4 separate regions of the Gossypium hirsutum genome follow, and all the other regions are linked to region 2. The links are chromatin contacts, called in public Hi-C maps. All regions are on one chromosome and are shown on one strand. Each heading gives the region's core, a stretch centred on a gene start, on an enhancer-like site or on the middle of the called end of the contact. The rest is flanking DNA. Distances are from core to core; before and after follow the strand shown.

What was found. Hi-C and Micro-C count contacts between places; a contact is called where the count stands out from the background.
Region 1: a contact with region 2 is called in a Hi-C map of hypocotyl, with 3 times the contacts expected there. The contact joins the promoter of LOC107941735 here to the promoter of LOC107911374 in region 2. A contact is called at or near these places in 7 of 34 Hi-C or Micro-C datasets (callus, hypocotyl and leaf).
Region 3: a Hi-C map of leaf shows a contact between it and region 2, with 3 times the contacts expected there. The contact joins the promoter of LOC107911131 here to the promoter of LOC107911374 in region 2. A contact is called at or near these places in 3 of 34 Hi-C or Micro-C datasets (all in leaf).
Region 4: a Hi-C map of leaf shows a contact between it and region 2, with 3 times the contacts expected there. The contact joins the promoter of LOC107911641 here to the promoter of LOC107911374 in region 2. A contact is called at or near these places in 3 of 34 Hi-C or Micro-C datasets (leaf and seedling).

What each region holds. Positions count from the first base shown.
Region 1 is chrA08:44,891,098-44,894,072 of Gossypium_hirsutum_v2.1, forward strand. It overlaps LOC107941735 (probable galactinol--sucrose galactosyltransferase 6), which reads left to right and starts at 1,265. Exons shown (of 6, transcript XM_016875327.2): 1 at 1,265-1,731; 2 at 1,850-2,459; 3 at 2,462-2,975. The coding sequence starts at 1,522.
Region 2 is chrA08:44,475,502-44,478,787 of Gossypium_hirsutum_v2.1, forward strand. It overlaps LOC107911374 (N-alpha-acetyltransferase 35, NatC auxiliary subunit), which reads left to right and starts at 1,631. Exons shown (of 16, transcript XM_016839242.2): 1 at 1,631-2,009; 2 at 2,489-2,556; 3 at 3,252-3,286. The coding sequence starts at 1,883.
Region 3 is chrA08:44,201,722-44,204,867 of Gossypium_hirsutum_v2.1, forward strand. It overlaps LOC107911131 (synaptotagmin-5), which reads right to left and starts at 1,354. Exons shown (of 13, transcript XM_016839083.2): 1 at 984-1,354; 2 at 742-897; 3 at 546-666; 4 at 41-162. The coding sequence starts at 1,088.
Region 4 is chrA08:44,752,876-44,755,950 of Gossypium_hirsutum_v2.1, forward strand. It overlaps LOC107911641 (CCR4-NOT transcription complex subunit 10), which reads right to left and starts at 1,429. Exons shown (of 8, transcript XR_005899733.1): 1 at 894-1,429.

The sequences.
Region 1 (2,975 bases), core at 15-2,514, 420 kb after region 2:
TGAACTTTATATAGTAGTATAAATACCTTTAATAGGCTTTAGTCCTCTACTTTACCATTTTAACTAAAGTTATACTTGATTTTTATATTAATCTTTTATAAATTGGTTCATAAACATTTTTACCTAAACCATGATCTGACAAAATCCAATATAATTTAATTAATTGGCTTAAAATAGTAAGTTAGAAACTTAAAAATTTCCTTTTTTTCTCCAAGTCAATTTTTTTCTCTTTCGTTTTGCCCGCCGTCTTTTCTCCATACCACCAACCATTTTTTTCTTTTTTCTCATCAGTCACCCCATGTTTAATCTCTCTTTTCAATTTACAGATTTATCATATAAGTATTTTTATTGTCTTCACTAGTTGTAATGAACAGATGATAATGCTTGTTGTTGTTGAACTCTACCAAACACCGGCAGTTTCTCTTAAAAAGTGGGTGACCTTTTATCGGCTTCTTAATTTGTTTCTGTTTTGAGTATTTTAGAATAATAAATGATTTTAAGAGTCAGTTTGGACCCATGTTTTCTTAAGTTTTACATTTTTTTTGTTTGTTTTCCATTGTTTAATAGGTATTCACTTTTTGAAGTTTTTGTTTGCCTTTGGAGCATGTTTTTCAGTCTTGCTTTTGCGAATAATTTTAGGAATGCTTTTGTTATCGTCCTATCCAATTTTGTGGATGTTCGATTCTTTTACTTCACCACTTAAGACTATCTGGGTCTAATTTTCTTATTGTGCTAGTTGCTTGCAATTATTCTAAATATGCCGTACTTGAGTTGTGAAAAAGTTAATTGTCAATGTATCGTAATGTTCTATTTGATGTTGAGGTTAAAACTTTTATCATGTTGATGGAGCCTATTCTTTTATCACCCATGATGATTGTTTGTTTTTTATTTTATTTTAAGTGAATTGTATATTTTCTAAGGAATGAATTAATGAATTAAATGATTTAAAATATAAATGAATGATTAAGAGATATTTTACTGGACGCCAAAGCAAAGATATTTCTTTTTGGGTGAAATTTTAGTCAAAGGACAAATATTAAAAAATTGTCCCTTGCTCGTAAAAATTTATAAAGAAAGAAATTTCTAAAAGAATACATCCGTTGATGAGGTTGACACGTGAGAATTTGAAAACGAGAAGCTACGCGTTTGGTTTACATTTGAGGCGCGTGAGAAACGTGAAATAGTGCGTACGTGGACACTAATAATCCCGCATTAAAAAAATATATTTATCCTAAACAAGACGAAAAGTCGAAAACAGTGTCTTGAATTTGAAGGTGAGGGAAAGCTATTGGGTTTGTTTAAATAAACAGAGAATTCGGATCGATACCACGAAGATCTAACGTGGCAATCTAATCAACCGTACTTTTAACGGCTTAAGTGGAGAAAAGGAATTTCTCGCCGTTTGATTGGTTTTGCGAAGGGAACATTATTAAACAAAACAAGAAACTGGGGACTAATAGAATCGAAGAAGAAACTTTTTATGTATATAAAAAGAGGACGCTGATTGAGAAGGGGAACAAAATGGTGTCAAATACTTGTTACTGTTCCCGATTCTTAGCTATAAATAGGAGTCTTCCTTCCATTTATCTTCACTCAAAATCTAATCAACGTCGAATTTCACTCTTCTTTAGAAGCAAGCAAAATTTTCAGAAACGTGTAAGTTCTGGTATTTCAGGCGTTGGGGTTTTCAGAGTTTCTATCAATCCAGCGCTATCGGTATTATCTTTTAAGGTAATTTTATGAGCTTGCATTTCTGAATTTTTACTCCCTTTGTAAGTGTTTGATGTTTTGATTTTACAGTTTCTGAAAATGGCTCTTTTGTTGTTGTTGTTGTTGTTGGAGTTCTCAGAAAGGTGATTTAAAGCCACCTTTGAAGAAAGAAGGAGTAGAAGGAATGACGATTAAACCAGCGGTTAGGATCTCCGAGAGGAAATTAGTGGTAAAGGAGCGGACAATCCTGACCGGAGTTCCCGAAAATGTGATCGCAACTTCCGGTACGGCAGCCGGTTCGGTGGAGGGGGTTTTCCTTGGTGCGGTTTTTGATGAAGAGAACAGCAGGCATGTGGTGCCCATCGGGACTTTACGCGATGTCCGGTTCATGTCCTGCTTTAGGTTCAAGTTATGGTGGATGGCCCAGAAAATGGGAGATCAAGGCAAAGACGTTCCTCTCGAGACTCAATTCCTTTTGGTGGAAACCAAAGGTGGGTCCCACCTGGACTCAACCGAAGAAAATCAGATTGTTTATACCGTATTCCTCCCTTTGATTGAAGGCCCCTTTCGAGCCGTCCTACAAGGCAACCAAAACGACCAGCTCGAGCTGTGTTTAGAGAGCGGCGACGCCGACACCAAAGCATCGTCGTTTACGCATTCCGTTTATATCCACGCAGGCACCGACCCTTTCACTACAATCACCGAAGCAATCAGGGCCGTCAAATTACATCTCAAAACGTTCCGGCAACGTCACGAGAAAAATTACCTGGGATTGTTGACTATTTCGGGTGGTGCACCTGGGACGCTTTTTACCAGGACGTTACTCAAGAAGGGGTCGAAGCTGGGCTCGAGTCTTTAGCTGCCGGCGGGACCCCACCGAAGTTCGTGATCATCGACGACGGATGGCAATCTGTATGCGGCGACCCCCGCGAAGAAGACAAATCGTCGTCATCGGCCTATCAGGCTGAAACGAAACAACAGCCATTGCTTCGCTTGACGGGGATAAAAGAAAACGAGAAATTCCAGAATAAGGATGATCCAACTGTGGGGATCAAAAACATCGTCAACATTGCGAAAGAAAAACACGGGTTAAAGTATGTGTACGTTTGGCATGCAATTACGGGGTACTGGGGTGGAGTCCGCCCTGGAGTTGAGGAAATGGAAGGATACGGGTCGAGAATCCGGTACCCGATGGTTTCTAAGGGAGTGGTGGATAATGAACCGGGTTGGAAAACCGATGCGATAGCTGTTCAAGGGTTGGGTTT
Region 2 (3,286 bases), core at 381-2,880:
AAGTACTACCGACCGCGGCGTGAATACTTGGTCCGATGGAAGGGATTCCCGGATAGTGAGATGAGTTGGGAACCTTCTGAAGCCTTGTGGCAATTCCAAGATAAGATAGATCGATACCATGCGGAGGACGCGACGAGGGCGTTGCTAGATTCGGTAGGGGAGAATGTCATGGGTTGCGCATGGGAGCCCGCAACCATGACACATCTGTGCGATCCATCAAGAAGGAAGGAGGTCATTTGGCCCAATCGGACTGGCCCGTTGCTTGAAGAGATTGAAGGCCCATCTACAAGTTAGACAAATATGGAAACATGATCTTGAAAGATATGATTTTATAATCTTAGAGATCTTAGATATGATATGTAATCTTATAAGATATTATTTTATAAGATTACATATCTTAGATAAGATAGGTAATCTTAGAAGATATGATTTTATATTCTTAGAGATTTGATTGTAGATACCCTTTAATCATAGCCGTTGATGTACTTGATTTTGTACCGTTGGATTTGGAGAGGCTCAACTATAAATAGAGGCCTCTTCCCTCATTGTAAAGCACTTGAGTTTTGAGCAATAAGAATTCTTGAGAGCATTCACTCAAAGTTCTCTCTCTCTTGTGTTCTTATTTTCCTTGGCTTGTTCTTGTCTCATTCTTCTTTCATCTTGTTTGGCTTTGAGTTGCTTTCGCTTGAGTTGTGTTTTGGGAAGAATTCTATTGAATCCTTCTTTTGTGGGAGTTAGGCTGACTTAGGCGTTTTTAGAGTAAGAAACTGCCTAAGGCCGCACGGATTGTGAGGCAAGAATCCTAAGTCCGTGACACTAGGCCCATCTCAAACCGATCGTTGCTCGGAATCTAGAGAGCAATCATATTCCTCGTGCAATGCAGTCTTCATCGCCTCAAATCTTCCATAATCGCTGCTGAGCACTTAAAAGAACAACTGCTGCCTCAATTCTTTGCTTTGTAGGGATTTTGCTTTGATTTTGAAATATAGGGTTCTAAGATTTTTAGTTTTTTTTTAAAATTTAAGGTTTAGGAAATTAGATCTAGAATTGGGACTTGGGTTTCAAATCATGTATAAGGTTTCACAAAATCACAAATGAAATTTTAGTATATCAATGTTCAGGTTTGAAGGAGTTATTGTATGAAAACAAATTATGTACATATTCTATACAAATTAAATTTGAGTTTGGATTTTTATCAATTATTTTGCTTTCTGGGTTTGTGCAGTTGTATTTTTGGTTTGAAAATAATTTTTCTATTAAGTAAAAGAATCTAGAGCAGGAGAGTGAAGATGGGGTTCTTATTTTTTATTTATTAATAATTTTAACCTAAAAAAATGAAAAGTAAAATTTCTATCAAGTCCCTCTTTCATGACTGTTTGGCTTTTTTGTCTGTGGCCCATTGACACGTGTCTATTTATCACTGGTTCACGTGTCGTTTTATGTCAGAAACTACCAATGTTAGATCCGAGTACACAATGATGACTGAAGAAACGTACAGGTATCAAGATGAATAAATTAAAAATGTAGGTACTACATTGACAATTTTGTTAATGTACAGAGGTAAGTCTTGCTATTATCCCTGTATTTTTTATTATAAGAAATAAAATATTTCTATTTCATAAAGAAAGGGAGAAAAGAATTGTTGGGTTGAGAAAAGGTTGATATGGAGCGAGGGGGACCCGGCCCGACCCAGAAGATGCCCTAAACCCTCTCTCAGCTGTGTTGGTTTTACGAGGATGTTGTGGCAACTGGCACTGTAAAGCCAAGACTGAAACGAAAACAGCATCGTCAACCTCAACCTCAACCTCAACCTCAACCTCAACCTCGCTTACTCACTGCTTGAGATCCTCAGCTGTTCAAAACTTTTCAACTCAATAACCTAATGGCTGATAAGCCAGTTTATGAAGAAGCCTCCATCGACGGCCAACCATCCAAGCTTGCCTCCATTCCCGCCAGCGACACCACTGTCTGGGCCGACGCTTCGCCTCTCCTTCAAGCCGCCTGTGCAGGTTCTATCTCTCCCTCTTTTCTCCCCTCTTAAACCTCTGTTTGGTTCTCGGGAAAACAAAAGTCAAAAAAGCAAAACCTTTTCCTTTTTATATTTGATTAGGAGATCTAACAGCGAATCCCTAAACCCTATTGCTTGTTGAGTAAAATTTTTTAGTTTCTTTGGTAACTGAAATGTGGTAAGTTATTGTTTTTTGTAGTAGAGAAAATAAATAGGAAAAAGAGAAGGTATTAACTTTATGAAAGCTCTGGCTTTCTCCCTTTTATTTATGATCATCCAAAGCAAGAAATTATTATCGAATCATAGTTTTTCTTTTAGTAACTATAAATCTTATCATTGCTGTTGTGAAGCTATGCCAAATATAGAGAGAAAATGTGTGGGTGCTTTCATGTGACGATTAAGACCTTATTTGTTTAGTTTCTTTTTATTTCTGGGTTCCGCTTTATCACTTAGCTATTCAGCAATGCTTGGTGATCACAGGTCTTAGAGATGGAGAGCTCATTCATGGGGACAATTTCAACCTTTTTGCTGCCATGTCTGCTTTAGAGGTGTTGATACTTGATGCTTCTTGGTTATTGATCAATGTCATGCGATTATTTTCTAATTTTGTTGGAAGTTAATCATTATCTTAGTTAAGATGATAATTGATCTTTTGTTTTTCTTTTTTGGTTTACTTTTCTCTGCCATTTATGCTTTTACAACTTGATTTGTTCATTGTCAGTGTTTGAGCTATTTAACATATTTCTAAATGAGGGTTTGTTGCAATGGTCACTTAGACACTTGAATGCTTGATCCTATTCTCAAACATCAAGTGATATCTTTACTAACATAAATCTGACATAAACAAAAAAATACCTCCATTTTATATGTATTAAATTGTCTTTATTTTATTTTATTGCCAATAAAGCCTTGACAATGGTGGCAAAGGTTGAGGCCTTGGGTCCTGAGTACCCAGGTTTGAGTCCTTCCATGTGCAATTGCACATGTGTGGGTTTTAGTTTGGATTATTTCTAGTTCTTTGTCAGTCTGTGTGTTGTGATGGTTTGATTCTACTTTGTAGTTCCTCGGACATGTACACTTGTAATTATATAGTACTTGTAAAAGTTCTTTCTTTCAAAAAAAAAAAAAAAGACTTTATTTTTCTTGCTACTCTTAAGTTTTCCCTATATATGTTTTCTACGTTTGAACTAAATAGCTTTTTGGCCTTCACTGACAATTTCTTTTTTTTTTTTTTTTTTGTTAGATAATGGATCCAAAGATGGATTCAGGTATTGTTTG
Region 3 (3,146 bases), core at 104-2,603, 270 kb before region 2:
GAAACCATCAGAAATAAGCAAAAACTTGTAAAGATGATACCTGCACAGGTAGTGATACACCAAGATAAGTCTTGATAGCAAGTACTATATTTGAATTTGCATCCCATTGCATTTCCAACTCCATTATAACACTATCAGCTCCATCTTCAAGGATACTTACTCCTAAAGAATGACATTGATTCATAACATTAACAAGATTATAACCAATTTTTGGATCTTCCATTCCAAAACTCGCCTAGAAAAGTCTCATTTTAGTGAAGGAGAACAAAAAGTGCGTTGATTAATAAAAAAAGGCAACCAGTATTGAACTTTATGGATAACCACATACATTATTTCCCTACACTATCATCTAGAACAGTTATGTCCCAAAATTCATACTGATCTTTGTTTTAGTCATTTGCTGGAAATTAATGGCCATTGGGAACAGCATTGAGAAAGCCCGTTAATAATTCAAGTTCCAAAAATTAAAAATAACGATAACCGAATAAGAAAAATAAGATTGAAAACTTTCATAATGTAAGGATAAATTACACAAATTAACTAACCAGTAAACTGTGGTGCAACAGCGCCGAGAGTAAACTTGGAAAACTTCAAAGAAGACAGTATAACTGGCCTATATTGCTCTAGCACCGGCTCAACCGACGCCTTTATCAGATCAGATGCTGCCTGTAACACCAAATCTAAACAATTAAAAAATAAAATAAAATAAAACTCTGTTTCATTCACTAAACAAAGCTTGACCTCGTCAACGTAAGGCCAGATCTTCGTAAGGTGCTGATTAAGCCAAGTCAACTTCTGGCGCTGAGAGAACACCACCCAAGAAGGGTAGAATTCTGCCGGCAAGATCTTTCTAGAATCTTCGACTGTCATTCTTGCGAAAGCAGCCACCGTGGTTGCCTGCAATCCAAAAAGAAGATTAGAATAAAAAATATAAAATCAAATTGGAAAAGAAAAGAAAGAGAAGAAATTAGTGAAGGACTAACGAGCTTAGTTCGAAGATTGGATCGAGAGTTCTCAGAGCGAACAAAGAGAACGACAATAGCAAGGCCGGCGAAAAGACCGAACAGCAGTCCAACAAAGAAACCCATTTTCCGAAGACAATAGTAGGATTGGAATGTGAGAGCATAATATTTATATTTTATATTTATTTATGCTTCAGATGGTGAAGAAGAATAGAGAAAGTGGTCCATGGAAAACAAAATGTTAAAAGTTAGGTGGTAAAATTGTGAAATTAACAGAATAGAAGATTTGGATTAATAATAGAAAAGGATTTTGGGGGGCGGAGATTGAAGATACCAACCACTGCAAGAATGTAAGTGAAGGGTCTTTGCCCGTTTGCCGACAGGCACACAAAAGGCCATCCGTTTAGGCTAGCTCACTACACTATATTCTACCAATCAAATTGCTCCACGTCCGCTATAGATTTTCTATGCTTAGACTTTAATGTATGGGTTTTTAACAAAAGTAATATAAAAAAATTAAATACAAAAATATATAACAGATTAATTATAAAAATGGATCTATTTTTCTATAGTAAAATAAGGTGTCACTAAGTTGCCATGCAGAATCACCCTAATTGTTTCTCCAATTATCACTTAATCATGTTTTTGAATATATATATATATTTTAAGTGGTATTGTTTGACAGATAAACGACATTAGTATGAATTTTTAAAGAATACATGTATTTTCAAATATTATATAAAATAAAAATACACGGTGAATTTTTTTATGGTGTCGCCTGACACATTAGCAGCATTAATGTTTTATTTTTTAAAAGGTGGCAAAAAAATAAAAAAACGAATAAAATAAAGGGCCGGGATGAATTGTGATCAATTGGTCACGTCGGACGGCAGGATGCCAAGCTGGTGCCACCTGACTGTGACCAACTGGTCACGGCTCAACCCCAACCTTTTTTTTCTCCATCCTTTTATTTATTTCTTATATATAATAAACGGTTTCCCCTCCCCCAATTGAAAACAAGAAAGTAAATGAGAGAATTTTGTGTGTTATTGATTGTGTTAGAGTTGTGAGGAGAAAAAAATTATTTGTTGAAGTTTTAGGGAGAAATTGTTAAGAGTTTTAAGGTATGATTTTTATTTTTGTTTGTAATAATAATTTGTATACTCTATGTTTATATTTTATTTTTAATACTTAGACAAATTTAAGGTTTAAGATTTTATTATTGTTAATATTTTATATGTTTATATTTTTTTCAATAAAGATACTTATGTTTATATTTTTTTTAGTTGGTGATTAATATTATTAAGTGGATATTTTCATTTAAATAAAAAAATTACTTACGAAAATAGGTTGTGGCAAATATTACTATGCGGAAACATTATTATTTTAAAATGATATGTTTATTTAATTTTGTTTGTGTAGATATAGAAATGAGTTCGTTGATTAGAGAAGTCGGTCATACTGCTATGATGATTAATGTCCCAATAAAAAAATTTGCTACTTGCTATTCACGGGTATTTTATAAATTTGCACATTATTTTTTTAATTAGCATATTTAACTAATATGGTAATTTGTTATGGATAAAGTGAGTATCGCATCTTGAGAGTGTGTGTCCATGGTCCGAGCTACCAACCGGACGAACGCATTTTCCCCTGTTTAGATGTCGCGGGATTTGGAACGACGACATTGATTAAGACGTTTGAGCTTAGGGCCAACTTGATATTCGACTTGGTTGAAAGGTGACACCCAAAGACCTACACATTTCATTGTCATGTGGGGAGTACATCATCGCCTTAGAAAATGTTGCATTGTAACTCGGGCAGTCATGGGTTCAAGTAAAATAATCGAACCTACATCGCTTTGCTATCAGTTTCTCTAACTGGTAAGTGTACCAGTTTGAAATTTTCCTAGTTAAAGTAAAATTTCAAAACTTTATCGAGTAGCATTTTTTAGTGGGAGAAGATGTGTGCTGCTCAACCGTATATGCTGGAGCTAATAAGGGGTACTTATGCCTAATGCATGTAATAATAAAGTTCACCTGATGTACTTGCCTATGTAGGCGGACTTTCAAGTTGTCTGTTCGTATAGTTAAGGTTCAGAAGTATTAGCAACATTGTACGTTGAGCTTCTTTAGGCAACAAACATGATACACAAGATATAGACGAGTGTTTGCTACTATTGCA
Region 4 (3,075 bases), core at 179-2,678, 280 kb after region 2:
CTAGAATTATCTAAAACGCTCAGAAGTTTGCTTGAAAAATAAAATTTTAACCATTTTTCTGAAAGAGAAACACTATCCGCATATCATTGCAAATAAAAACATAAATGTACTCCGTAACCTTAGTAGGAACAAGAAAACCGTGAAAGCAATTTCAAGCAAATATAAATTCTATGTGTAAGAAGTATTTTCTAGTCCAACTCATCGGGTATCAATCAACTTTTATTTCATAAGCACAGTAGATAAACAGAATTTGTACTGTCATAAAAATAAACCCATGATTCATTCGCCCAACATTCTTTAGCCAGAGCTTAAGAGAGCATTGCAACGGAAGAGAGATGTTGGCAGTACAGTACATAAAGAATCTATCATCGCCAAGAAAAGGACTATTACATGATACACCACCGGTGAAGCAAAAATCTCTGCAAGCAATTATATACATTTGACATGTGCTGATCAAGAATAAGATTATTGTCCTATATACGCCGATAGAGGAGTTCAGCAACACCACAAACGGTTTTATTGATTAACCCTTGCACGTCTAAATATAAATAGAGAAATCAACAATAAGAATTATTAAGTTTACATATACAGTGAAATCGCCATATGAAAATAATTAAACCTTGTTATGGGGTTTCAAGCACCATGAATGTACAGAATGATAAGGAAACAATATCGGATTAAATTAATTGTTTTATGAAATCAGCTGATAATCAAGTATTAGTGAGCCGGAAAATTACACAACAAAAAAGGTGGAAAACAATATTCAAATTCCCACTTTAAAAAAATAAAAAATAAAAAAATAAAGCAAAAAAGATCTTAGAAATGAATCGATTCAATCGCATTCATTAAAGGAACCAATGCATGCGTATGCGTAAAAAGTTGAAATAATTTACCTTGGGATCGTTTTCTTTCTTCGAGTTGAGCTGATTCAAGACATCGACGCACTCGGCGAACTTCCTAGACTGAAAGTAAAGAGCGGCGTCTTTAGCGAGGGCGGAAGTGACGGAGAGGACGCCGTCGTCGTCGCCGGCGTTACCATCCCGATTCGGAGTCGACGACGGTGATGAATCTCGCAAATCCATGAGCAGATCAGACCAATCGAACGAGATAAGAAAAATGAAATTTAAAAATTAAAGGGAAAAAAAGTGGGAAGATCTCAGGCGTAGAGGATGGTTGAAGAAACCCCTTAGCTTCTTTAAACTAGAAAATGCATAGTTTTTAATAAAATCACAATTGAGGGATAATTTTCTTTTCTTTTCTTTTCTTTTTCGTCCAAAATGAGTTAAAACTGCGGAGTGAGCAGTGATAGTGTGGTTTGATGCAACATCGAAGATGATGAAGTTGTGGGATTTGATTTGATCCGAGTTTTTGGTTTTTACATTCTTGGGCTAAATTTTGGTTTGGGTTTTAGACTTCCTTTGGAAAGAAAAGTAATGGTTTAGACTTCAAATCAGAACAGCTTCTTATAGAATGGGCGGTGGCGAATATGGGCCGGCACTGATTACTACTGTATATAGAGGTGTCTATGGACTAAGTCAAATTTAAGCTCAACCAAAATTTTAGGTTTGGTTAACGGATCTAAAATTTTTTTCAAACTAATTGACTCTTTTTTGAAAAATATTTTATTTTAAAAAATATAGTATATCAAATACACTAAAAACATTAAACCAAATATTTCCAAAAAATTATCAAATTTCATTAGCAAATATTAAAAATTAGATAAAAACTTATTAGCATTTGATGGATGTAGACCTCGTTAATGTTTATAATAATTAATCATTACTTCTTTTAAAAAAAATTAATCATTATTAATGTAATGAGTATATTTTCAAGAGAATAATAAATCTTGCATAGTAGTGTATATAATATGATTTGGGTAAAGGTAGCAAAAAATGAAAAACCACTTGAAGTAAAGGATGGCATAAGGTTGTTTCACTAAAGTACATTAAAGTTGAATAATAAAGTACAAGAAATTTAATAATTAGTGAAACAACTTGGTAACTAAAACCATCCACAACAAGGTCGCATTCTCATGCAATTGATGTTGGAAACTTAGCAAAATTAAAAGTTCTACAATATCCAAACAAAAGTTCTACAATATCTATATATATCAAGCAAAATAGCACCAAAAATAGCATCAAAGATTAGCACCCAACAACAGCAGAATAGCAATGAAACAACACCAAAAATAGTAGCAAAAATTAGCACCCAACAACAACAGCAGAACATTAAAAACAATAGCAGAATAACAGTGAAACAACACCCAAAATAGCACCAAAAATAACCTATAAAATGTATCAACCATTCAAAATATCTTTATATGAAGCAATCAACATATATTATCTTATAACAAGCTATAAATTCTAAGCTAAATTATATACCTAGAAACGAATCGAAAAATCATCATCATTATCATTCTTATCATTCTTGTAATCAATTTCTAATATAAAATAAGAACAAATAGTTATATAATCAAATTGATAAAATGTTTTATAATTATAACAATAAAATGAAAATAATAATTACCCGTTGAAAATCTCTTAGCTCACATCTAGTTATCAAAACAAACAATGGCTTGAACCATTTTTGGTTTAAGGGAACTCCTAAAAAATGTGATCGCTTTCTTCCTCATGCTAAAAGCCGACTCAGAAGCTACGGTCGATATTGGAATTGCCAAAAGATCACGAGCCAAAAATGAAAGCTCACAATATCGAATTGAACTTTTGCTCCAATAATCCAATACATTTATTTGGCTATTCAACTCAAGCTCTGATTCTTCCAAATAAATGTCCAATCGAGACTTTTCACTCTTAGTACTGGATGCACTTAAGTATCATTTATAATCACCACTCTTATCATAATCTCCTCCCAAATTTGCCCTATTGACATTGAGTTGATGCAAACTAGAATGAACAGGATCATTATCTGAAACATTGAAACTCCTGGCCAAAGAGGAAGACGTGGATTTGGAGTTCTTAACATACTCATCAAATAAGAGTTTAAGATTGCAAAGAATGGTTTCCAAAAAGTTTGAAGCATAAGTACTATAGATTGTAGTAAAATAATACTGCACAT